2 separate regions of the Oryctolagus cuniculus genome follow, and region 1 is linked to region 2. Evidence: chromatin contacts called from public Micro-C data. All regions are on one chromosome and are shown on one strand. The core of a region is the stretch at or near the end of the contact, and the rest is flanking DNA. Distances in the headings are between cores, read along the strand shown.

The links. Hi-C and Micro-C count contacts between places; a contact is called where the count stands out from the background.
Region 1: a contact with region 2 is called in a Micro-C map of ear pinna, with 4 times the contacts expected there. The contact joins two enhancer-like sites. A contact is called at or near these places in 3 of 6 Hi-C or Micro-C datasets (ear pinna, psoas muscle and an unstated tissue).

What each region holds. Positions count from the first base shown.
Region 1 is chr1:119,864,834-119,870,969 of mOryCun1.1, reverse strand. The region is part of intron 5 of KIRREL3 (kirre like nephrin family adhesion molecule 3); the gene reads left to right. All of the region lies in intron 1 of LOC138843621 (a long non-coding RNA gene), which reads right to left. Among named protein-coding and RNA genes, the nearest start is that of ST3GAL4, 88 kb to the right of the region's middle. Within about 2 kb of position 4,844, at least 1 of the 8 cell types and tissues checked has an H3K27ac peak or open chromatin away from gene starts, as enhancers often do.
Region 2 is chr1:119,720,349-119,727,027 of mOryCun1.1, reverse strand. All of the region lies in intron 2 of DCPS (decapping enzyme, scavenger), which reads right to left. Among named protein-coding and RNA genes, the nearest start is that of DCPS, 7.7 kb to the right of the region's middle. Within about 2 kb of position 3,412, at least 1 of the 8 cell types and tissues checked has an H3K27ac peak or open chromatin away from gene starts, as enhancers often do.

The DNA of each region.
Region 1 (6,136 bases), core at 3,595-6,094, 140 kb before region 2:
AAGATTATTTATTTGAAAGGCAGAGTTACAGAGAGAGATAGAGAAAGAGAGGAGAGAGAGAGAGAGAGAGAGAGAGAGAGAGATCTTCCAACCACTGGTTCACTTCCCAAATGGCTACAATGGCCAGAGCTAGGCCAGGGCAAAGCCAGGAGCTTCTTCCAGGTCTCCCACGTGGGTGCAGAGACCCAAGCACTTGGGCCATCCTCTTTTGCATTCCCAGGCACATTAGCAGGGAGCTGGATTGGAAGTGGACTCGAACTTGAGCCCAAATGGGCTGCCAGTACTTTAGGCTGCAGCTTTAACCCAATGAGCCTCAATGACGGGCTTGTTCTTATAACAACTCACTGCACAAGCTTTCGGGGTCCCCAAGAGCTGGCTTAACCCCTGGCCCTGAGCAGTAGCCCAGTGTCCTAAGGATCTCTCAGCAGCCCCAACTCAAACTTCCCGCCACCTCCCGTGACTGCCAGTCAGCACACAGGCTCCCAACACATGAACCCCTGGGGGTCACACCCCAGCTATATCCAAACTATAGTGTAAAAAAAGCAGTGTTTTCTGTATCTGAAATTGACATCCACCTGGGTGTCCTGTACCTTCACGATCTGGCCACCCTATACATGTCCCAACTCTGCAGCTCACTAGCTGTGGAATGATAGACAAGTAACAACTGATTAGTGCCTCCTTGTCCCCATCTCTGAAAGATGCGTCAGAATTGTATCTGCCTTACATAGGGGGTTGTGAGCAGCGAATGATATTTGCAGAATACTCAGAACAGTGCTTGCTCTATCGTAAGCCCTATGCCAGTTGTTGTTTTGGTTTTTTGTTTTGTTTTGTTTTTTGTGGTTTTTTTTTGACAGGCAGAGTGGACAGTGAGAGACAGAGACAGAGAGAAAGGTCTTCCTTTGCCATTGGTTCACCCTTCAATGGCCGCCGCAGCTGGCACGCTGCGGCCGGCACACCGCGCTGATCCGATGGCAGGAGCCAGGTACTTACCCTGGTCTCCCATGGGGTGCAGGGCCCAAGCACTTGGACCATCCTCCACTGCACTCCCTGGGCACAGCAGAGAGCTGGCCTGGAAGAGGGGCAACCAGGACAGAATCTGGCGCCCCGAACGCAACTAGAACCCGGTGTGCCAGCGCCGCAAGGCAGAGGATTAGCCTAGTGAGCTGTGGCGCTGACCCTATGCCAGTTTTAACCATTATTCATGTTATTCTTACTGTGCAGGATAACATACTAGCTGGTGGCAGAAAGGCAAAGCTGTGACAAGACTCCCACCTGGAACCAAGGGGACTCTAGAATAGGTCTGCAAATCAGTGCAATACAGATCTCATGAGAGGCAGTGAGAGAAGGACAGGCGAGGCACTAGGGAGCAGGAGGAGCTGACTTCTGATTGGATGGGATCCGGCAACAGGTGTCTAGGAAGTACTCACAATGGGCCAAGCATCGTAGTACCTAGTAAGGAGAGAAAGGAGAAGCTGGCCAGATCCAGCCCCCAGGGAGCTCACAGCAGAGACAGCACTGAGCACCGTGTGCATCCCTGGAAGTGGGCACGTGGTCTATGGCAGTGCAGAGGCTGGAGAACAGCAGGGCGGGGCGGGGGGATGAGAAGGAGAGAGGGCTTCCTGGGGGTGACAATAACCTGAGTCTGAAAGAATCACCAAGGCCATCATCGCCTTTGACTGGAGAGAGGATGCGATTGCCGCCAGCTAAGGCTCAGGCAAAGACAGTCCCAGCAGAGGGAACTCTGCAAGCCAAAGTGTGTAGCTCTGAAAGGGCAGGCTGTCCTCGCCGGAAGGTGCAGAGTCCAGTTCAACCGGAGCTTGGGAGGCAGCCTCGCCAGGGGGAAAGCCGAATGCCCTCCATGGTAGGAGCTGATTTTATGAAGAACTTGAACGCTGTGGATAGCTGGGGTTGATCCTCCACGACAGTCACCTGGCCATAACGGAGGCAGAGCGGACTGCAGTGGGGAGACAGTAGATGCTGGGGCCCAGTTCTAAGATTCCTCCGGGAGCCTGAGGCTGGGGGCAGCCAGGAGCAAATCAGACCAGAGGCTGCTAGTGAGTAGCGGGCGCGTCTTTCTGCTGGAGGGGAGAAAGATGCCGTCTTCTCACCCAACACAAGGCTCGCTGCAGGCACCTCCACAGCAAAACACAGATTGCCAAGGGACAAGCATAGCAAGGTTCAAGTTTATGTCACCAAAGTTTTACTGACGCGAGAGCCTTCAGGAAAACAAGATCCGATGACCTAAGGCTTGGGCTCAATCAAAAATGAGCAGTTGTGCAGAAAAGTGATTGACCCAATGGCGATAAACCATGGGTCAGGCTTTCTGTTCCACTTCCTCTCGCCTCTCTGGGTTCTTCACTCCTTCCACCCACGTATAGGACAGGTCCAGAATAAAGGGGTTTTGATCTACTTTCAGAGGAGGTAAGCCACAGAAATGTGCGTGGCCAACTGTCACACAGAAAGGCACAGGGCAGAAAGGACAATTTCTGTTTCTGCTGTTTTCCTAATTTCCAAGGGGCCTTACTTTGGGGCTTCGTGTTCTGAGTCCTGACACTGCACAATCAAAACACCCCCAATACTGTGAGTGAGCAATCTAGGCTGAGCTCAACAGAGGGGATGCAGCCTGCCAGAAGTCACCGAACCCCCGGGACCATTTTGTGTGCCTTCACAGGGTACCAGAGACTGGGTTATGATGCACAGGCAGCTGTTGCTCTCAGTTGTGGGGGCTAGGAAGTCCAAGTTCAAGGTGCCGGTGTCTGGTGTGGGCCTTGGTGCTGTATCATCCAATGGCGGAAGGCAAGAGGATGAGTGGGAGGGGGCAAGAAATCGCACGCATGGCCTCAAACCCCTTTGTAATGAGCAACAGTCCATTCCCGGGAGTGGAGCCCTCTTGACCTCAACGCCTCCCATGAGGCCTCACTCCCAACACTAGTACATGCTTTGGGGGGCACACATTTTAACCACAGCAGAAGCCAAGCCAGGCAGGGCAGCACAGCATCACCCCTGGAGAACAGCTGGGTTTGCCACCCGGCTCCTGATGGGCACAGCAGGGGACGAGGAAATCAACTCCACTTTTCTAGGGGCCAGGGCAGCTGACTTCTAAGGCCCAGGCACCCTGCCCATCTCTCCCACGGGATTGCACCAGGCTGCTTAGAGCACCAAGAGCCCGCACGTCTGTAGAACCCTGGAGCCTCCGGGAAGCATCTCCCACACACCTCCCTCGAGCCTGCCTGTGCTTTGGTTCTTTTATTCTCTGTTTTATAAATGAGGAAACCAAAGCACAAGGAGACTGAGTGACTTGGCCATGGCCACGAGTTAGCAAACATGGCACCCAGCTTTGGAACCCAAGCAAAATGAACAGGGCAGTTGGGGAAGAAGTACTTTAATTGCAGGTGGTTCTTTATATTTTTTTAAGATTTATTTTATTTGTTTGAAATGCAAAGTTACAGAGAGAGAGGGAAAGAGATCTTCCATCTACTGGTTTACTCCCCAGATGGCCACAATGGCTGGAGCTGGGTCAATCCGAATCCAGGAGCCAGGAGCTTCTTCTGGGTCTCCCATATGGGTGCAGGGGCCCAAGCACTTGGACCATCTCTGCTGCTTTGTCAGGCTCATTAGCAGGGAGCTGGATTGGAAGTGGAGCAGACAGGACTTGAACAGGCGCTCGTATGGGATGTCGGTGCTGCTGGTGCAGGCTTTACCCACTGTGCCACAGTGCTGGCCCTTTGCAGGTGGTTCTTATCCACAAGGAAAATTTGAGGTAGGAAGTGATCAGGGGTGGGGGGAATGAAACTGAAGGGATTGGGAAAGACCCAAAAGTTCACTTTTCTGATGGCAGTTTTGGGGATTTTTTTTTTTCAAAAAAGATTTTCAGCATGCGCTGGGCGAATGAGTGACGGAGCAGGTGGATGGATAAGCAGAGTCTGTGAGGATCACCCCCGCACAGCACAGGGGATTGGAGCGGGAGGGAGTGAGGCTGAGGCGTGGAGATCCCTGCAAGCAATAACGAACCCCTGAGCCAGGAAGACTGACGCAGGGAAGGACCGACACAGCTGGGAGAGGTTTCAGGGAGAGATCGGGGGCTCAGCAATGGGGGATAAAGGGAGTGGGGCCCAGAAAGACCCCAGATCTCAGACTCAAAAACTGAACAGCAGTGCTGCTACCCAAAATAGGGACATGGGGAAGGCATGGCTGCTGGGGGAGATGGGGAATTTGGTGGCAGACAAGCTGGGGGCCACGGCCGTGGATAGTGGCATCATGGCTCTGGAGCTCAAGGGAGAGGCCTGGGCCAGACGTGATTGTTGGGGATTTATCATCTCAAAGATGGTGACCGCATCCACAGTTAGTGGAGGTTTTCGTGGATTATGTCTAGAACGAGACAACCTAGGCAAAACCGGCACTTAACACGTGGCAAGAAGGCGAGGAGGAACAGCCACGGCAGGAGGGAGGAAACCAGGAAGCCAAATTAGGATGTGTCTATGTCCTACCGTGTCATTATCTTCTTAGTACTTATCTACAGCAAACCTTACATTAGGTATTAGGTGTTGTGTATTGTCTGTCTCTGTCCCACTAGAATAGAAACTCCACCAGGGAAGGTGCTTTGTACCCCAATGCTTAGAACAGAGTCTGGCACACAGTAGGTACTCAACACAAGTTTTCCAAATGAAAAACTGGGAGCCAGCCCCTGGAAAACCAGGTCTTCCTTCCTGCGGTCTTGATGTCTGCAGTTCTGCACTCTGGCCATGAGGTGGCGCATCTGTGCCAGTGAGGGAACTACTGGCTGGGATTGTACAGGGCCTAGCCCTTGAGACCTGGGTGCAATGCAAGAGTGCAGAACGGATCTGGACAGCACAACTCACGCGTGCATTCCCCTAGCAGACATTGCTAAATCACCAAGCGCAAGCCAGGCTTTGAAATGCAGGAAGGGAAAGGCAGGGAGAAATGTGCCTGTCTGAATCCCACCCCCCACCCCAGCACCTCGGTGTCTGGGGGCCTGCGGGTAAGAGCAGGAGAGTTGACCTAACAGCTGGGAGGGGCTCTATCTGTAGGGGACACTGAACTTAATAATCAACATGTGTGTCAGCCTTTACAAACCTGTCACGTCTCTGTGTGTCATAAAAGCGAGCCTCATAACTCTGCAATATAAGTATTTTATTATCCCACTTCTCAGATAAGAGGGCTATGGTTATCAGAAAAGATAATCTGTCCATAATCCAACAGCGGTGGACTCACACCAAGTTCAGCCCGGCAAACATGTTTGCCGTACCACGCCCTGTGATACAGACTAGGGGAGGGGCAGGCGCCGACAGATATTTCCGAAAGTTGTGTTAAGATAGAGAAGCAGAAGGTGTGCACACAGCTAACGGGGAAAGTCTGAAAAGACTTCCTTGAGAGGGGCCCTCCTAGCTAAGTCCGGGTGAGATTGACCTGGGAGGAGAAGGGGGAAAGAGAACTCCACGTTGGAGCTGCGGAAGAGGCCTGTGCAGATGGCACGGAGGCCAGCTCTCAAAGCCAGCACGCGGGATGAAGCGTGCACCTTTCTCCCCTCCAGCCCAGGAAGGGGGCCGCCGCCAAGCCCAGGGGTCCCACACATGCTGTCGCTGCCCAGAGCAGTGCTCTTCAAACGTGGATGTGCATGCGAATGTTCTGGGAGCTTCTGAGGGTTCAGATTCTGGCTCAGGAGGCCCGAAGTGGAGCACACATGTCTCATCATCTCTAACAAGCTCTTGGGCGATGCCGCTGCTGCAGGCAGGTGCACCTGTGCACTGGCTCCGGGTAACCGGAGTCTCGGCATCAGCTCCAGCAGGGAAGGCTGTGTCTGGCTCCTGCTCAGCCCTCATACCCTCAGTGGGACACACAGAGAGCTGGTGAGAGAAGAATGCAAGGATCAAGGCAGGGAGGCCGGGGGGCGTGCAGGCTATGCAGGACTGAAGCCAGGGGTCTGGGGACACAAAGGATGCTGGAGGTGGGAGAAGCGCTCATTAGGATGAGCCTGAGGCCCTGGGGCCCTCCCTCCCCTGCAGTCAATGCTGGAACCCGTAGCACAGGCTCGACCAGCTGCCCACCCCTTCTCCAGAGCCCCCGGAGCCTAGACAGATCACCAACAGCAAAGGCGTATGAGCTGCCGGCTGCAAAC
Region 2 (6,679 bases), core at 2,163-4,662:
AGGTGTGTGTGTGTGTGTTATGTGTGTGTAAAAAGCCACGTACCACTTAAGAACCTAAAATAAAACAAAAAGAACTCACACATGGAACACGATCTTAGAAACACTGCCAGCAGGGCTCCTGATGTTGTCTCTGGCCTGCCCCCACCAGGCAGAAGCTGCCTCCAGATTTTTTTTTTTTTTTTTTTTCCTGACAGGCAGAGTGGACAGTGAGAGAGAGAGAGAGACAAAGAGAAAGGTCTTCCTTTTCCGTTGGTTCACCCCTCAATGGCCGCTGCGGCCGGCGCGCTGCGGCTGGTGCACTGCAGCTGGTGCACTGCGCTGATCCAAAGCCAGGAGCCAGGTGCCTCTCCTGGTCTCCCATGCAGGTGCAGGGCCCAAGGACCTGGGCCATCCTCCACTGCACTCCTGGGCCACAGCAGAGAGCTGGCCTGGAAGAGGGGCAACCGGGACAGAATCCGGCGCCCCGACCGGGACTAGAACCCGGTGTGCCGGTGCCGCAGGCGGAGGATTAGCCTAGTGAGCCACGGTGCTGGCCAAGATTTGGGGTTGATCAGTGCTTTTCTGTCTTCACAGCCATGCATCAGTAGCCAGTGGACTGTCTGCTCTGCTTGTTTGTCAGTTCCTGTCCCTGGAACTGCACTGAGTGTGCCGTGTCGTCTTTCTTGCTCTCCATGGTGAGACTCAGCTGTGGTTCATTTTCACTGCCACACAGAGGTGGCTGTCCGTTCACTCTTTCCAGTTGTGTGTGTGTGTGCATGTGTGTGTGTTCTTTCTAAAACCAATTATGCTGCCAGGGAGACTCTTCTGGGAGTGACTTGTCTCCTAAAATGCTCCTCCCAAGCAGCTGCACCCCTCCCTCTAGAGATCCCAGCTTTGCCTCTTGCCTGTGGCGAAAGTACTTGGAGTTCCCTGCAACCGAAGGATGGTGCTATTCCCAGGATCCCAGCCCTCTGCTCCTTGCCCCAGCCTCGCTCACACAGGCGCCTGTCTCCGCTCTGAACCTGAGATTCCAGCCCCTGCATTCCGTCCAGGAAAACAATTGGCCTTTTTAGAGGCAGTCTGTGTTTCTGAGTCATACCTTTCTCCCTACCATCTCCCCCCTTCCCCAGGTAAGAGGGAACGAGCTCTCAATGAAAGGGCTCCATTGACAGCCCACAGGCGTGAGAATGGAGGCAGCAGAAGGGGCTGATGGAGGCTCTGCCCTGCCTGGATAGCAGGGGAAGCATTCAGATGTGGTGTGGATGGGGCCACTGTTGTGTGGCACAGCAGGTTAACCAGCCGTTTGGGACACCTGCATCCCATGTCAGAGTCCCAGCTCTTCTGCTTCCAATCCAGCTTCCTCCGAATGTATGACAGGAGGCAGCAGACGATGACTCAAGTTTTGGGGCCCTGCCAGACATATGAGAGACCAAGATTGGAGGCTCTAGCTCCTAGCTCTGGCCTGGTCCAGCCCTGGCTGATTGTGGATATTTGGAGGGGGTGAATCAGCAGATGGAAGATTCCTCTCTCTCTGTCACTCTGCCTTTCAAGTAGATAAAGATAAACAAGCAGGGGCCCGTGCTGTGGCACAGTGGGTAAAGCCGCCACCTGCAGTGCTGGCATCCCATATGAGTCCTAGCTGCTCTACTTCCAATCCACCTCTCTGTTATGGCCTGGGAAAGCAGTAGAAGATGGCCCAAGTCCTTGGGCCCCTGTACCACATGGGAGACCTGGAAGAAGCTCCTGGCTCCTGGCTTCAGATCGGCATAGCTCCGGCTGTTGCAGCCATCTGGGAAATGAACCAACGGATGGAAGACCTCTCTCTCTCTCTCTCTCTCTCTCTTTCTCTGCCTCTCCTTCTCTCTCTGTGTAACTCTTTCAAATAAATAAGATAAATCTTAAAAAAAAAAAAAAAAGACAAACAAGCAAGCATTAAAACAAACAAAAAGACATCATGCAGCCAGGCAGGGGAAAGAAAGGACACCTGTCCCAGTCAAGGCCTGCAGCTTTCCCCCAACTCTTCCCCTGGTTCACTCTACAGCTCCACGTAAGGCTCACATAATTGCAAAGGTAGAGAAACAACCATAGATAACACAGGAACAGCACTTATCAGACATAGTCCCTGTGCCAACTGCTGTGCTAAGTGCTTTAGATGCCTTATCTCAATAGGTCACAACCCCTGACAGTAACCACAAAGTCAATTTAGAAGGTTAAGACCAGTATTTTTTAAAAAGAAACACACAAGGCCAGAACAGAAGATACCAGAGGGTATCCATCAAATACAGCTAAGTTTCATTTCGTGAAACTTTTGTTTCACTGACACGTGTTCCTGTATATTTTTGTGTACTGGGTCCCAGAATAAAATGTCTCTCTGTGGTCAGAGGCTCAAAAATGTTGTAAAACACTTCCTTATCTATTTCATAATCAGTCCACTGAGGTCTGCTCAGCTACTAATCTAACAGAGAAAATAACTGAAGCTACTTTCCTAACAACTTCTGCGCTACACACCCTGGCCACCCGCCCACGGCCCACACTCCCGACACACCTGCCTGCTTTCTGTTCCTCTTTCCTCCCGAAAAACAGGTGCCCCTCCCTCAGCCCCACACCCTCCCCACATCCCTCCTCAGCACAGCTACTGGCTCCCTCCCAACCTTCAGGTCTCAGCGTGGGGGTCATCTCTGCTGCAGAGCCTTCCTGGACCCCCAGCCTGAGAAGCCCCTCTTGTGTGCATGGCCCCTCAGACGTGTGCCTCACTGCAACTCCAAAGACAGGGAGACTACCTGTTGTGTGCGTGACTACAGTCTAGCAGTTAAGGAGGGTGGCTAGCACAGCCAGGCAGTTCACATCTGCTAAGTGAACACAGAAACTTCCCAAGTCCTCATGGTTAGTGAGTTGCAAAGCCAGGATTTCAACCCAGATCTGTCTAACCCGAGGCTTGCTCTTAACCCCTGCATTATACTAAAACAGCATGTCATTGCTCCAGCACGCACCATACTACAAAGTGCTGGCAAGGCGGATGGAGCCCCAGCATGTCTGGCTCCCCGAGTCATATTCTCGCCATTAGCTCATAGGGCGGGGGCTGCAAGTGGCTCCCGGGAGCAGCCTCTTGTGGTCAGCCAAGAAGCTGGAAGGGACAAATCAATGAGAAGACTGCACAATCTTAGCCTGGATGAAGAATAGAAATTTGCTAAGGACCAGAGAAGTATCAGAAGAAATCAGCTGGGCACACAGTTTTGCTGATCTAGGAGAGCAGCCAGCTCAGAAAAGAGGAGTGGGGACTCCTGGGGGCAAACAGTATTCTGGGAAAGAGGGCTGAGAAAAGCAGCCAGAGACAGCATGAAAGCTCAATGTGGCAACTGTGTGGGAGGCACAGAGCTGCAGGAACTGCATGTTGAGGGCCATGTGGAGTTGGTGATTCTGAGACAGACTGGAGAGACAGGAGCCGGGGAAGATTCTAGTTCATCCAGTGACACCACAGACGCCAGAGGCGCAGGCAGCATGAAAACTTTGGCAACGCTGCCCCCTTGTGGCTGTGCAATGTCTGGCCCACGGGAAAAAGAACCAGTAGATGGGTTCATTCCAGGATTCACCCTTCAGTGATCACTTAATTAAGCACTAACATGGGTCTGGCTGCTGGGGACTGCAAATGAGTCTGCTGTGATTCAGTCCTCAAGGACCTCTGTCCTCTGGATCCAGATAGCAATCAAACCCTCCTACTTTTACCTCCTTCTCTGTGTAATAATTTGTGTATCTCACCGCCTCTTAAATAAGACTACAGGGCAGGGATAGAATCTCACTTGTTCTAAAGCTACAGGACCTAGCACCTGGCCAGCACAGTGGAGTAATAGTAGTGGCTACTCTGGAATATGGGTTTAGTGCTTTTAAATCTATCAGAGCGCTGGATTCTTGCATTTCACTTATGAGCTCTCCAAATGGAGACATCAAGCAGGCACGCACTTCACTAGGAATCTGAAGTTCTCAGGGAGGTCAGGATGGAGAAATGAAGGCAGGCATCACCTGCAGACGAATGGTGTTTTTTAAAGACTGGTGCCTGTGAAAGTTTAATGTGCATATAACTTGCCAGAAGATTTGGCTAAAATGCAGATTGTGATTCTGTAGTCTAGGGTGGGGCCTGAGAGTCTGGTTCTAACAAACTACCAGACAGTGCCAATATTGCTAGGGTGATGGCGCTGTGGTATAGGGGGTAAAGCCGCTGAGGCGCCGGTTCGATCCCGGCTGCTCCACTTCTGATCCAGCTCTCTGCTATGGCCTGGGAAAGCAGCAGAAGATGGCCCAAGTCCTTGGGCCCTTGCACCCGCCTAGGAGACCAGGAAGAAGTTCCTGGCTCCTGGCTTCAGATCAGCACAGCTCCAGCCGCTGCGGCCACCTGGAGAATGAACCAGCAAAGGGAAGACCTCTCTCTCTGCCTCTGCCTTTCAAATAAAATAAATAAATCTTTAAAAAAAAAAATACTACTGATCCACACACCACACTTGGGCAAAAACCTGAAACAAGGATTGACAAATATGGTCAACAAGTCAAACCTGGCCGCTGACAGCACATACAGCAAGCTAAGGGAGATGTTTTCACTCAAGAGACAGAGACCACGTGTGCTCCACAAAGCCTAAAATATTAGCTGTTTCTTTTTCTTTCTTTCTTTCTTTTTATTTTTGACAGGCAGAGTGGACAGTGAGAGAGAGAGAGACAGACAGAGAGAAAGGTCTTCCTTTGCCATTGGTTCACCCTCCAATGGCCACCGCGGCCGGTGCACCGCGCTGATCTGATGGCAGGAGCCAGGTACTTATCCTGGTCTCCCATGGGGTGCAGGGCCCAAGCACTTGGGCCATCCTCCACTGCACTTCCCTGGCCACAGCAGAGAGCTGGCCTGGAAGAGGGGCAACCGGGACAGAATCCGGCGCCCCAACGGGGACTAGAACCCGGTGTGGCGGCGCCGCTAGACGGAGGATTAGCCTAGTGAGCCGCGGCGCCGGCTTCTTTCTTTCTTTTTTAAGTTTACTTATTCCAAAGGCAGAGCAAGAGAGAGAGCGAGAAAGAGGAGGGGAGACAGACAGTGAGATTTTCCATCTGCTGGTTCACTCCCCAAATGCTTGAACAGCCAAGGCTGGGCCAGGATGAAGCCAGAAGTCAGGAAGTCCATCCACGTCTCCCTCATGGGTGGCACGGACCCAAGTATTTGAGCCATCACATGCTGCCTCCCAGGAGGCACATTAGCAGGAAGCTGGATCAGAAGCAGAAGCAGGACTTGATCCCCGGCATTCACATATAGGATGCTGGCATCTCAAGTAGCAGCTTAACCCACTGTGCTATAACACCCACCTCGCTATTTCATTCATTTAAAAAAAAAAATTGTTAGCCCTTACTTATCTAAATATCACCCAAAGATAGAGTTATAGCCAAACAAGGAAGACACAGGGCCAGGCTCTGAAGCAAATTGTTGTGACTTCCTGACCCCCAGGCCTAGTTTGAGTGGGGAAAGTAAGAGTGCAAAGCACAACCTGCATGCTAAGAAGGCAGGACAAGCCAACACCGAAGCTCTCAGGGGGGCAGGAAAAGGTTTATGGAGATGTGTGGGGCTGTGAATGTCAAAGAGGACCTGTGGTGTGCCACTGATCAACTGCCTCTTTCACTGCTTATCTTGAACCTTGAATAAAATGATGGAAACAGGGGGCGATCAACACCATTTGTGGGCAGTGCTAGAAAAATAAAACGCAAAAGAAAGCCTGGGAACCCACAGGTTGTTTCGTGCAGCACAGCCTTCTGAATTCTGGCTAAGGGTGAGGCAGGTTGGTGGAGGGGGTGCAGAAGGTGAGGGAAAGAGCAGGGAAACAAAATAATGGACCCAGAGCCTGCACTTGGGGGGCATCCCCGAGCCATGTGTAGCTACAATGCCTTCTTGTCATGCTTCTGCCACACCAGGTCAAAGAACATATTTGCTTAAATGTCAGTGCCTGAGAAAGTAAATACAGCTGAACATTTCCATCAACTTGACCAATTAATCTGGCTCTCTTTCAACAGAGGATCAGGCTGTTTTGCTCTCAGTTGTGAAAGGTTTGCTTGTCTGACATCAAGTGTTCACATGTATTTCCAAAGGACAACAATGGCACCCTTTCATGGGAGTGCAGAAGGACTTATCAAAAAGTCTGCGGAGCAGGATATCTGTAGATTCAAACTCTTCCTAAATGCTGGGAGGCAAACAGAAGACAGAGGGATGTGACAAACTGCCATGTGTTGCAAAACAGATTCCGGGATTTCTTCATTGGAAAGAAACTTTAAGATCAACCAGTGTCCTTCACGTTTCCAGTAAAGCACCTACAAACCTAACCGTCTAGAACAAGAAAGCATGTGTGCATGCTATGCCTGGCATCGGCCATGGAATAGTCTTCATCTGACTGAATTAAAAAATGCTTACAATCAAAAACAATCTCTGCTTATCATCCATGAGTTGCTGCCCTTCCCCAGTTCACTCCCTCAATCACACTGTCGTCTCCCCCAACAGCAAATGGGTTCCATCAAGTAGGCGACTGATCTCGGCAGCACCCCGCACTGCTGGGCCCACAGTATAAGAGTTGGCAGACGAGACCTCAGTCTACACAAAGGCCTTAGCTTTCCTGCCACTTGCTGGCTGTGTGATTTTGGACGAGTTACTTAACCTTTCAAAACCTGTTTCCCCACCGGCAAA